Regions from separate parts of the Oryctolagus cuniculus genome. Here region 2 is linked to region 1. Evidence: chromatin contacts called from public Hi-C data. All regions are on one chromosome and are shown on one strand. The core of a region is the stretch at or near the end of the contact, and the rest is flanking DNA. Distances in the headings are between cores, read along the strand shown. Region 1 holds the start of LOC138846541 (spidroin-2-like). Region 2 overlaps ZFHX3 (zinc finger homeobox 3).

Region 1 (5,988 bases), core at 37-2,536:
CTCCTGCCCACACCTCATCTCCCCAGACCGCAACCCTTTCAAAACTGACGCCGTGCACACTTTTACGAAATCCTGTGCGTGCACCATTTGCTAGACTATTCCAAAATTATCTCCAAATATGGATTCACCTACCACCACGCTTTCCACACTGTGTCTCTCTCTGAGCAGCTGACACTGCTCCCATCTCCAGTATGTTACTCCTGCACTCCTGTCTCTAATGTACCCGCATCAAGCTAAGAAATCTAACACCACAGATGAGAAGAGGACTTCAGAAGTGGTCACGCCATAAGCGAACTCCCACCCCGTTGGACTGCCCTCAGTCCATAAGATATCTGCTCCGTGGGGGCTCAGCACCTGACCTCCACACATGTAAACAAATGCACCCCCCCAAAAAAAACCACACACACACACACAACTCCAGTGGAATGAAGGAGTTTGAAAAGGAGCCACTATGGAATGGACTTCCCCTAGATCGTTCCGGGGAGCTGGGCCGTCAGTTCTGGCGCCTTGTGTCCGCTGCAAGGTGGGGAGCGAGGCGGCGGAGCCCCCCGCTGTAGATACCACAGAAATGTTCAGTAATGTAGGTACACGGCTGCAACTCAATGCCCTATTGATTATGCAGATGGGGATCAATCCCTGCCTTCCCCAATCTCCCAAGCACCTCCAAAGCAGCCCGTGTGCAACTAGCTATTCTCCCAAAGTAGCGAGCAAAAAGCAGAAAAAAAACATAATATATCCCCGACCGTCCCCCACAGAAAGGGCCGAGCCTCTTTTTTTTTTAATTCCGAAGTGAATTTATGTCCTGCAATTTGCATTACAGCCGAGCCATCAGCATCTGTCATATTCTTCAAAGGTACTTAACAAACCCTCTTTTAAAACTCACTACAACCGGAGGCCACAAAAAGGCAGTCAGTCTCCTTCTTCCATGGAGCCCTTAGATCAAGTTTCAATAATTGAGACCAATAAAAATTATCATATTTACCCTACTTCAAAGCAACAAGGGGCGAAGTTAAGAGTGGGTGATTTTTGAAAGCATTTGCAATCAAAGAATTTGCTCCAGTCGAAGATATTGCACAACATCTTACAAAAGTCAGATCCCAGCAACAGATTAATTCGCAGGCAAAGTAAAATATTTTTATATTTTAATTTAATAGATCCACAAGAAGCCTCTGAACATCGAGTCCAAACACAATTTAAACACACTGCATGAAAGGCGCTAGGATCCACTCTCCAACAGATATGCAAAAGGACGGACATTAAAATGCATGATGTAAAATTCAGGAACATGGTTTTCGCATCTCGTGGAGCCGGGTGAGGGCTCAGAGTGCAGAACCGAACGTAAACAATCCCAGATTCTCGTGAGCCAAAAAAGAAAAAAAAAGAAAAAAAAAAAAAAAAAGGAATCCTCCGGTGTCTCTCAACTCGGCCGGTCGAGCGAGGCCGGCCAAGCTGGGTCTGGCCCTGGCCGGCGGCGCAGCCCCGAGCCCCCGGGAGCCCCTAGCGTCCAGGGCAGAGCCCCTGCGGGCGCTCGCGGCGGCGCCGCCGGCGGGGCAGGGCGGACAGCGCTCAGGTGGACGACCGCGCGGCCGCCTCGCCCCCTCCCGGGGCCCGGGGCTCGGGTCCGGCTCCGGCCGCCGCGGCAAGTGGAGCCCCGGCGCGGACGGCGCCCGCCCGCCGGCGGCAGCCGCGGCCACTGCTCCGGGCCGGGTGCGCGCCCCGCGCGGCGGCTCAGCCCGGAGCCCCGGCGCCTCTCGGGGTGGGGCAAAGTTGGGGGCCGGGGGCGGCGGGGGCGGGGGCGCTCGGCACCGCGGACCCCCCCTCCACACACTCACACACACACTCACACTCACACACACGCCGGCCGCCGCCTTTGTCTCGGCGCTGGGACCCCGGCCGCCCTCCCGCCCTCGGCCCGCGCCCCGGCCGGCCCTGCCCGGCGGCGCCTCCAAACTCGCCGCGCGGGCCTCGCCCCGGGCGCCTCCACCCTCCCGGGGGTCGCGGCGGCGGCGGCGGCTGCGCGGGGGCCGGGGAGGAGGGGGCGGCCCGGGCTCGGCGGCGGCGGCGGCGGCGGCGCGGGAGGAGGAGGAGGAAGAAGAAGAGAAAGAGAAAGTTTGGCGCAGGGGGAAGGCGAGCGGGACGCAGCGAGCGAGCAGGGCGCGGGCGGCGGCGGCCGGGCGCGGGAGCCGGGAGGGGGCAGGACGAGCCCCATGCAAAGCAGCCCGGGCGCCCCGAGGAGCCCCGCGTCCGGGCGGTGGCGGCGGCGGCGGCGGCGGGAGGAGGAGGAGGAGCAGGCGGCGGCGGCGGCGGCGGGAAAAAAAAAAAAAAAAAAAAAAAGAGGGAAAAGTTGCCACTTACGCGGTTGCTTCTCCGGCGGCGGCGGCTGCAGCGGCGCTGCTGGCGGCGGCGGCGGCGGCGGGAGCTGGCGGCGCTTTTAATCCCGAAAAGAGGCGCTCGGGCCGCGGAGCCCATCAAGGCAGCAGCGGCGGCTGGCGGGGGTCGGCGGCGGCGGAGGACGCGCTGCTGGCGGCGGCGGCGGCGGCGGCGGAGCTGGAGCGCGCTCGGCGGAGCCCGGGGCGGGAGGCGGCCGCAGCCGGGGAGCCGGAGCCGCCGCCGCCGCTGCCGCCGAGCAGCATGGTTGGCGGGGAGTTTACAGCCCCCGGAGCGGGCAGGGGCCACGGAGGAGAAGCGGCGGCGGCGGCGGCAGCGGCTCTAGGCTGTAATTGGGATGCAAAGCAGGCGGCGGCGGCGGCGGCGGCGGCTGCGGCCGGGAGGAGGAGGAGGAGGAGGCGGCGGCGGCGGCGGCGGTGGCTGCAGCGGTCGGAGGGGACGCGCTGGAAGTGGGAGCTGATGAGTGAAAAGAAAAAAAAGTCTTTGGATCTTTATTCTGCTAATTAGTTTCCTGCAAAAAATGGCTGTGATTAATTCAGTGCGCATGTGCTTCATTACCCAGGCACGACGGGAAGGGCTAATTAGCCACCTTCTGGATCAATAAGATTCAGCAAAAAAGAAAAGGGGGAGGTGGAGGGAGGCAGAGGGGAGGAAGGGAGGGAAAAAAAAAAAAAACCAGGGGAAAGTGATGAGCAGAGCAAAGAGAGCAGGAAGAGAGGATGGGAGAAGAGGCTGGGAAGAGGGAGAGAGGCACCCAAAGTTTATGCATGTATTAAAAACACACACACACCACGCCACACCACACGCACACACACACACACACCCCAGGAGTGAGCGCACGCAGCCAACAATGGGAACCTGGCTAAGATTTTTTTTTAAGATTTTTTTTTCTTTCCTTTCTCTCCCCCCCCCCCTCTTTCTTGTTCTCTTTCTCTCTCCTTTTTTTTTTTTTTTTTTTCCAGCAAATGCGGTTGTGTCTAAATTAAATAGGAAAAGAGCATCTTCAAAGAAGAGGGTGCTGATCATGGGAGTGGGACAGCTTCCAGCGAAGGAGCAGGGGAGGGAGCGGAGACTCCGAACGGGGGCCACTTTAAATAGCAAATCTGAGGATGCGTGAAGAAAATAGGGGGAAAACTTTAACACGTAGCATAGCCTAGGCAATTTATATCTAATATGTTAATTTTGTCTTCTGACATAAGACGCAATCAATCTTCTCCGGTTCTTTAGAAGGGGAGGGAGGGGGGGTGATGAGTAGAAGGAATAAAAGGAGGAAAGGGAATCAGAACTGAAAGGCGTAACTTTAGGAAAGACAAGAAAAGGGAAAGTTGCACTTGGAGACAAGTCTAACTTTCTACCTTTCTGGACTTAAGAGAAAAGTAAAATCAATTTTCTCGTGTAAAACCTGGAAAGCAGATGTTTTCAAAACACAGGAAGCTATTTTGCCATCAAAAGCGGGGATGTAATAAAGGCAGTGAAAAATAATTTCAGACTACGTTCGTAAGAAAGAAAGCCAATATATTTAAATAGCGAGGAAAGGTCTGGAGTGTAGGAAGAGGGGAAAGTACATACCCCTGCCCTAAAAAAAAAAAAAAAAAAAAAAAAAAGTCCACCAGCTACCTCCAAGAGTTTGGAGCACAGTCTTGAAGTCAAAGGGCTTGAAGGGAGAGGATGGATTTCAGATAAAGGCTAGGAGCGGTACATCCCACCAGAGCCCACAGGAGATCCCTGGACTCAAAGACAGCAGCCAGGGACCCTGCTCCTGCACCAATTCTCAGTACATCAAAGCCATCACTTAGGCTGGTGCAGGAGACCTCCAAAAAGCAAGCAAACAAACGCAGGAAGAACAAGAGTCTCTCTCTCTCTCTCCTCTCTCCCTCCTCTCTCTCTCTCTTTCTCTCTCTCTCTCTCTCCCCCCCACCCTTCTCTCTCTCCCCCTCTTCAAATCCTAGCCTCAGCGTCACTGCTACTGCCACAGATTTTTTTTTAATGACAAGTATGTATTTATGTAAGTTCTAAATATGAACTAGTACCATTGAAATTACAATGTCTGGAGTAAAATAAAATACAATCTGCACGTTAAGTGATCTGCAAACAAATGTAAAAGCAACATTTATGTTTTTGAAGGCATTATTAGCAAACCCTGTAACACTAGGTAGAGAGGGAGCACACGCTAAAACATTGTTCTTGGGGAAAAAAAAAATGTGGCCCCAGCCTACCAAGATTATTTATTTGGGAAGGAATTTGGAGATTAATCAGGAAATCTGTTTGATCAGAAAGTAATTCTTCATTTTGAGAGATTTTCCAATGCTCTTAAGAGCATGCAGCTTCTTAGTCAAGACTAGGGGGAGAAAACCGGTTTAGGATTTTGCAGGTCTACTTCATCTAATCCTTCTGAATTCACTCTGGGAATAATGCTGTTTTATTTAGGGGGGGAAAAAAGAAAGAAAAGAAAATACATTTAGAAAACTCGGGGGTTTCCTCTCTATGAGCCAAATCTGGGTTGCCATTCAAAGTTTTCCTGGCTGCTTTTCCATGCGGGACAGCTGATCAATAACGCCAAGTCCAGCCTGGCTTGCTACAGGTTTCACCAGTCAGTGCTTGCAAAACCTTTGTCATTTTCTAAAAATAAAAAAGCTAAAAGTTATTGTAGAAGAAGGGGCTTTTTTTTGTCCCTTGCACAATGTGTCTTTTGTGAGGTTAATGCCATTCTGGGTTCTCCATGGCCCCGGACAATGGGGACTCTCCGCAGCCTGCAGAGACTCTGGCTTTTTTCTTTCTTGCCTTTTTTTTTTTTTTTTTTTTAAGGGAAGGATGAAACATTCCTACAGTCCAACACAACCTCTACTTTGATTAAATAAATATTTATCTTTATTGTAGCCATTGTATATTTTTACCTTCCGTTTGTCCGGTTTGTGATTATTATTTTAGATTTTTCATTTGGCAACAGTTAATCTTTTTTCTTTCCCTTTCAGTCCAAAGTACAGGGCAGTGTAAGATGTAGCTGACTGAAAGAACACTGGTAAATTCTGAATTTGTCCGTAATACATCAGGTAAGGAAAATCGCTCAGACCCTCAGGAGTGTGTTTGCTTCCTATTTATCTGTCTTCACGAATCTTCATAAATCTGTTAGTTTATTTCTTAAAGATGCGGCAGAATTAAATTTCTCCTTGTAGATCTTGAAAAATCACTTAAATACTATGTATTTATTTTCTTTGAAAATGTAAATAGTACTAGGAGTGAACTTGTAGCTTGTTTGTTATATAAAGCAGTGCGGAGGAAGTCAGTATCTCCGCTGGTAGAAGCTGTTCAGGGGGAATTCTGGACATAAATGTATTTCATGTTGCAATATAGGAAAATGTCAGCTTAATCTGGTAAATACTTATGCTAATTTTACCGAGTGAATTCGTTACAAGGAGGAGAGGTACCAAGCTTGTATGATTGAATAATGCTTAGATGATAATCCAGCATCTATATGGATTATTTTATGTACAAAATGAAGAAGGGGGACCAAGAAATTCAGAACCTTTTAGCTGGCAAGAGAGCAGAACATTTCAAGCCAATCTGTTTTTAAGGCATTTACAGTAGGGAGGGAAAGTGGGG
Region 2 (5,628 bases), core at 1,241-3,740, 59 kb before region 1:
AAGGACGAGTACAGCCAGCGAGTCCATTCTCAGATGAAGCAGGGAGCCCTCAGTACGGCAGAGCTCTGCAGATACGCGGAAGGTGAGCTTGCAGAATGCGAGAGAGCAGGAAAGGGGGTCAAATTGTAGAAGGAACCCAGCAGCGCCCCCGTGAGCAAGCTCCCATCCTCACTCAAGCCTCAACAGCCTCAGTCCACAGCAGCCAAGAGAATTTTGCCTGTAACAGAATTCAGCTGGACCTGAACTTCAAAACCGCAAGAGCAGTGTAAGGGGGGGAGCTGATGGGCCAAGGCACGACGACCGGGAAGCAGTCCCCCTGCGTTGTTCTTCCCCCAAAGCTGGGAGAAAGCATCCACTAGTGCTGCTGTCTGCCTCTGGCCACCGTCGCCTCCATTCAAGCAAGGAAGCTTCTTCCTCCCCAATCTTCTGCCTTTTTCGGCTACACCCAGCAGCCCCGGAAGGTCAATGGCCACAGAGCGTGCCTGTGCACACGCACACACAGTTTAATCTCGGGGACTTGAAGAGACACGCAGCTCCTTGGGAGACACCTGACTCTGCCCCACCTACTCCCAATCACACCGAAATCAGAGAGCTGGAGCCAGTTTTATGGAGAGTCTAATCCCTTCGCCAAAGACCTTGCCATGAACTCACAGAAAGCACGGCACGGCTGGAAGCGATGCGCCGGGGATTGCTTTAACCTGGTTACCTGTTCTCACAGGATCTGTTTGGCAACAAGGAATGGCCGGAGGAACTATGAGGCTCCCCTTTCACTGCACTTAGTCCATAGCACACTCGTAGGCAGGGTGGAGGAGGACAAGCCACCACCATCGACGCAACTCCAAGCTGGTGTCCACCTGAGGCACACGGCCCCACAGGGCCCGCAGTCACAAACACCTCCCTGGATCTGACACCAAGGGAAAACTGAACGCTAAGTGTGATCAATTCTGCTGTTACCCTTTAGCCTTGCCTGCACACAGGAGCTGGGCTCTCAACGATGACTTTCACAAAAAAATATACCCTAAGAATGGTATGGTCCACACTTGGAAACCCGCCCACAATGGCCAGCCAAGCCTGCCTAAGTGCTAAGAACCATTTAGGAGCATTGTAAACCATTAGGGCCATTAGCTCTAATTTGACCTCAACAAAATAAATCAACCCACTAGGAACAAATTTAGAAGCTTTCCAAAGTCAAGTTCTCAAACCCTGAAAGGCTCACAAGCACCAATGCAGGACAGGGCACAAACGGCCAGGCCAGAGCCGCTCCTGCAGCTCCCACCTTCCCCGCAGCCTGGAGGGAGCATGGACCCCTCACATCCCGCTGTGACGGCCGAGCCAAGGTGAGAGTTGGCACCCATCTCCCGCTGCTGTTTAAGGAACTTGCTCTCCTCCTTCCTCCGAGTTCACGCCACATGCAACTCTCCACCTGTGCCGCTCTGAGTGTCTCCTCTCATTTCCAAGACGTCCTGGTCGGCTCTCAAAGCTGCTGACTCTTAGCAAGGGGACAGGGGACTTGCGGCCACTCTACCTTTAAATGGGCAGGTATCACACATACATTAGGAACCAGGATTCCCTCACAGTAAGCCCAGTGCCAACACAGTAAATAATTTCTCCTACAAAACTTATAAGCATCAGCATACACTATAAATTTAAATTGTAAAATCGTCGTCATTTTTCATCTTTATTCTCCACTGATAATTACTTACTGCATGTTTGAATACTGATGCCACTGTCTTGATAAAGAAGCAGGAAATGAAATCAACTATGGTGGCTTCAAATGCCCCCAGTCCACAGGAGAAGCAAGCTAAGAACAAGCCCAGTGGACGAGTGGGCAGTCAGAGCTACAAACCCACTGAATTGTCAGTCGGCCACGGTCTCTTCAGGACGTCAGGGTGCTGGCCAAACCAGCTCGCAGTAACGGCAGATGGGGAGGCGGCGCGCACAGTTCCAGAACCCTGGAGTCTGGATTGCTGACCGCTGAGTCATCCTTGCCAACTCCACCCAGCACGAATTTCCAGGTATCAAATTATACGTTAATTATGCGAACATGGCGTTACAGGAGGGGAAGTGGTGTTAGTCAGCGCCAGCGGGTGGAAGTTCGGGAACAATTGAGTTTTGCGTAGCTGGTTTCATGCACTGGCCTGGGGCTGCTCTGGCTCAGGCAAAGAGCAGGAATTTGGAGTGGAAAGTCTGCTCTCCAAACCTGTCCCTGACCGGGCTGCCGCAGCAGCGGCCATCTCTCCCGACTCAGGGCCCAACTCAGGGCAGGAGTTTCCTCTTCCCTCTGTGCGTGTGTGAGACAAACCCAGCAGGGCCCAGACAGGCACTCCTCCCTGGGAATGCTACACCTCCCAGCACTGTCCCTCAGCAATCCCCAAGGTGTGGGTGACACCGCGTCCCCCAGGGCCTGGCTCTGAAGCCGGGGAAACGCACTGTCCCCGAGTAGAGATAGAACAGGATGTTCTTCAGGGGCTCCGGGGCCCATGTCTCTGACAGCAGGAACGTTATCAACCTAACACATCGTGCCCTTGTCCCCAGGCCCCTGCCAACCATGAACTGACCTTGCCCTGGTGAGAACCAGGGAGCCACGGCCAAGGCCAGGCCTGCCCAGCCAGGCAAGGGCCCAGCTCACGACCCAGGTGAGCACCTGGGACCTTGCCGCAGCTGCCGGGTGCGGGGGCGGAACACCCACCTCCTGCCAGCCCTGCTAGGTGGCGTTTTCTCCCAACAGCACATCCCGCATGCACACACCAGGGGGGCACGGAGTTAACACAACAAGGAAGTCCCGCACTCCACTCGGCAAAGCCTTACAGCTTTAGGAGACTACAGTACAGAGCACAGCACCAGTGTAATACCCAGTAAGATACAGCAGAGCCCTAGCACGCTATGTAATAGAGTATCAGCCTTCTCCAGAACCAGGTCAGTATACGATATGATACAGTGTATGCCATATACATATCATACAGATTTAGTATAGCATATGGCAAATGGTATAGTATTAGTATAGCAAGGTATACGGTCGGTATCCACTTTGAGTTTGGTTCACTATTAGTACAGTATAAAGTATGACACAGTACAGTGTGAGTACAGCATACTGAACAATCCAGTGGTAGTGTATAGTGTAGCAGCAGTATGGTCTAACGCAATATAGCATTACTACAGTTTTATGTAGTACAGCAATGGCTAAGAGCTTATGCTCTGGGCTGGCATCACGGCACTGAGGTCATTTAAAAGCTGCAAGTTATTAACCTACTTTGGGCTTAGATTCGTTACACATTTAAAGGGCACCAGGATCGTATGTGCCCCGTATGGTTGTAAGGATTACGGAGACAGTAAAGCATTCAGGATGGGAGCTGCTCAGTAAGTGTTACTATTAATGCTCAGAGAGACAAAGAGAGGAGAGAGTGCCTAGCAGTGACACTCAGACCCTACACACATGCCCAAGGCTCTGAGAAGAGCGAGTCGCCAGCAGTCACGCGTCTAAGGAAGAGCCAGGCCAGGCTCGCAAACAAGCAGGGCCCCCCTTAAGCTCAGGGCATGCGTTCCAAGATGGGTCTCAGATGCCTGAAGCCCCGTGTAGTACTGAACCCTACACACACTGCCTTTTTTCCTTATAAATTAGGCACAGTAGGAGATTAACAGTAATAATAAAATAGAACTACAACAATACATTATAATAAAAGTTATTTTAAGTCTGGAGTTGTGGCAGCACAGCCGGTTAAGCCCACATGGGCTCTGGTTTGTGCCCTGGCTACTCCACTTCCGATCCAGTTCCTTGCTAATGCACCTGGGAAAGCAGAAGACGGCCAAAGTGCTGGGGCCCTGCACCCCCTGGGAGACCTGGATAAAACTTCTGGCTCGCGGCTTCAGTCTGGCCTGGCCCTGACTGCTGCAGCCATTTGGGGTGTGAACCAGCAGATGGAAGATCTCTCTCTGTGTAACTCTGCCTTCCAAATAAATAAATAGATCTTTTTTAAGAATAAAAGTTATTTCAGAGTTAGGCAGTCTTGATTTCTGGACTTCTCCGTGTAATATTTTCGGGCCACAGTTGAGCACGGTAACTGGAATGCAGAAGAGGAACCAGTGGATAGTGGGGCTCCTGTACTGAGGCCTGCAGCCGTTCCTCTCCAGGTGTCCCTGCCGGCGCCACTGGCCACAGGCAGGACGACCCTGGGCAGTTACAGGTACGCATCTCGTACTCCCATCATAGCTCTGTCCCATTTACCTGCGATTCCTCGGCCATCCCCTCTTGGAATCCTCAAGAGCAGGCGCTTACGGCTTTCAGCGGGGCCCAACAGAAGACCAGCATAAAGCCAACCACGCGGCGCAGGCGGCATCAAGAGGCAGCAGGCAGGATGCCCTGAGCTGGGGGAGCTCGCTACCCGCCAGGGGCCGCGGCTGCACCCATCTTTCCCACTGCAACGACAGTGACAAGCCAGGCTGGGGTTTCCTCCCCAACTCCTTGCCCCTCGCTAAAGCCCCGCCTCCCCATGAAAGGCACCTGGGAATTCCCTCCAGGCTCCCTGAGAAAGGTCGAGATGGGTTATCAGGCTCCAGACCTCTGGTCATCAATAGCACTCCTGCCTCTCCCCTCCCCCCAGCAAGGTCCCTCCCGAAGGCGGCTCCCCAGCCTGCCCCCATGAGTGCCTTTCTCCTGGTACAGCTATCACAAGAGGGCTGTTCAGTGAGAGGACCTCCGGCTGGCCTCTCCCGACAGGCTCCAGGCTGCCTCTGTAAAGCCATCTAATGCCAGGCGGGGTAATTAGCGAGCCCCGACTAATTGCAGCTTCTAACTATGCTGGACCAGGATTGCAAAAATTCCCCGGGAGGCCCTGTCCGCGGGACCCCAACCCACACAGAGGCAAGTGCTCCAGGGCAAAAAGAGGGACTCAGCAACATTTGAGGGAGGCCAGCACTTCCCGGGTTTTAATTAAAGTGGGACCCGGGTAAGAAGGACAGCTTCGACAGGAAATTGGTACAGAAAAGAGAGGGGCGGTGGGGGGAGAACGGCAGAGCCCGGCCAGGCAGGGACAAGCTCTCGAGGTGCATGGCCACGCACAGAAGAACTTTCACACAGAGATGGAGCACCGTCGAGGAGCCTGAGAGCTGAGAGGCCACAGAGACAAGAAGGCGGGCCTCACCCCGACGGCTCCAGGGCTGGGCCTGCTTGCACAACGCACAGCCCACACCCCTCACCGGTCTACTCACAATCACTCCTCGCCCCCAGTGGCCTGCACACCCTCGTCCACCTCACAGAAGACCACAGATACCGGGATCTGTGGAGTCACCTGCTGCGGGCGGGCGGGCGGGCTGCTCCACTGGCTGCCCACACCACCGTCCCACGTGTGGAGAACAACGTGCAAAGTCCCCCCTGGGAAACCAAACAGTGGGCATCTCCTCACACAGCAGGCTGCCTGCGCCAAGATCCCAGAAACCAACACCGTCACACAGGCGGCACATGTGTCCCTCCCGGCTCTCAAATGGCAGGGACATGCTGCAGCACCTGCATCGACTGCCCGAAACCAAGCCCTCGTCCTTCAAGCCCAGCCACCCCCACTCCCACATCCACGATCCGCTTTGTGCTGAAGAAGCCACTGCTCTCCAGTGCAGTCGCCCCAAGCACTCCTGTGG

What was found. Hi-C and Micro-C count contacts between places; a contact is called where the count stands out from the background.
Region 2: a contact with region 1 is called in a Hi-C map of psoas muscle, with 1.9 times the contacts expected there. The contact joins the enhancer-like site here to the promoter of LOC138846541 in region 1. A contact is called at or near these places in 2 of 6 Hi-C or Micro-C datasets (ear pinna and psoas muscle).

What each region holds. Positions count from the first base shown.
Region 1 is chr18:54,195,484-54,201,471 of mOryCun1.1, reverse strand. LOC138846541 (spidroin-2-like) reads left to right here and starts at 1,286. Exons shown (of 2, transcript XM_070062556.1): 1 at 1,286-1,311; 2 at 1,440-2,895. The coding sequence starts at 1,286. The coding sequence ends at 2,895. The region is part of intron 1 of ZFHX3 (zinc finger homeobox 3); the gene reads right to left.
Region 2 is chr18:54,256,488-54,262,115 of mOryCun1.1, reverse strand. The region is part of intron 1 of ZFHX3 (zinc finger homeobox 3); the gene reads right to left. Among named protein-coding and RNA genes, the nearest start is that of ZFHX3, 88 kb to the right of the region's middle. Within about 2 kb of position 2,490, at least 2 of the 8 cell types and tissues checked have an H3K27ac peak or open chromatin away from gene starts, as enhancers often do.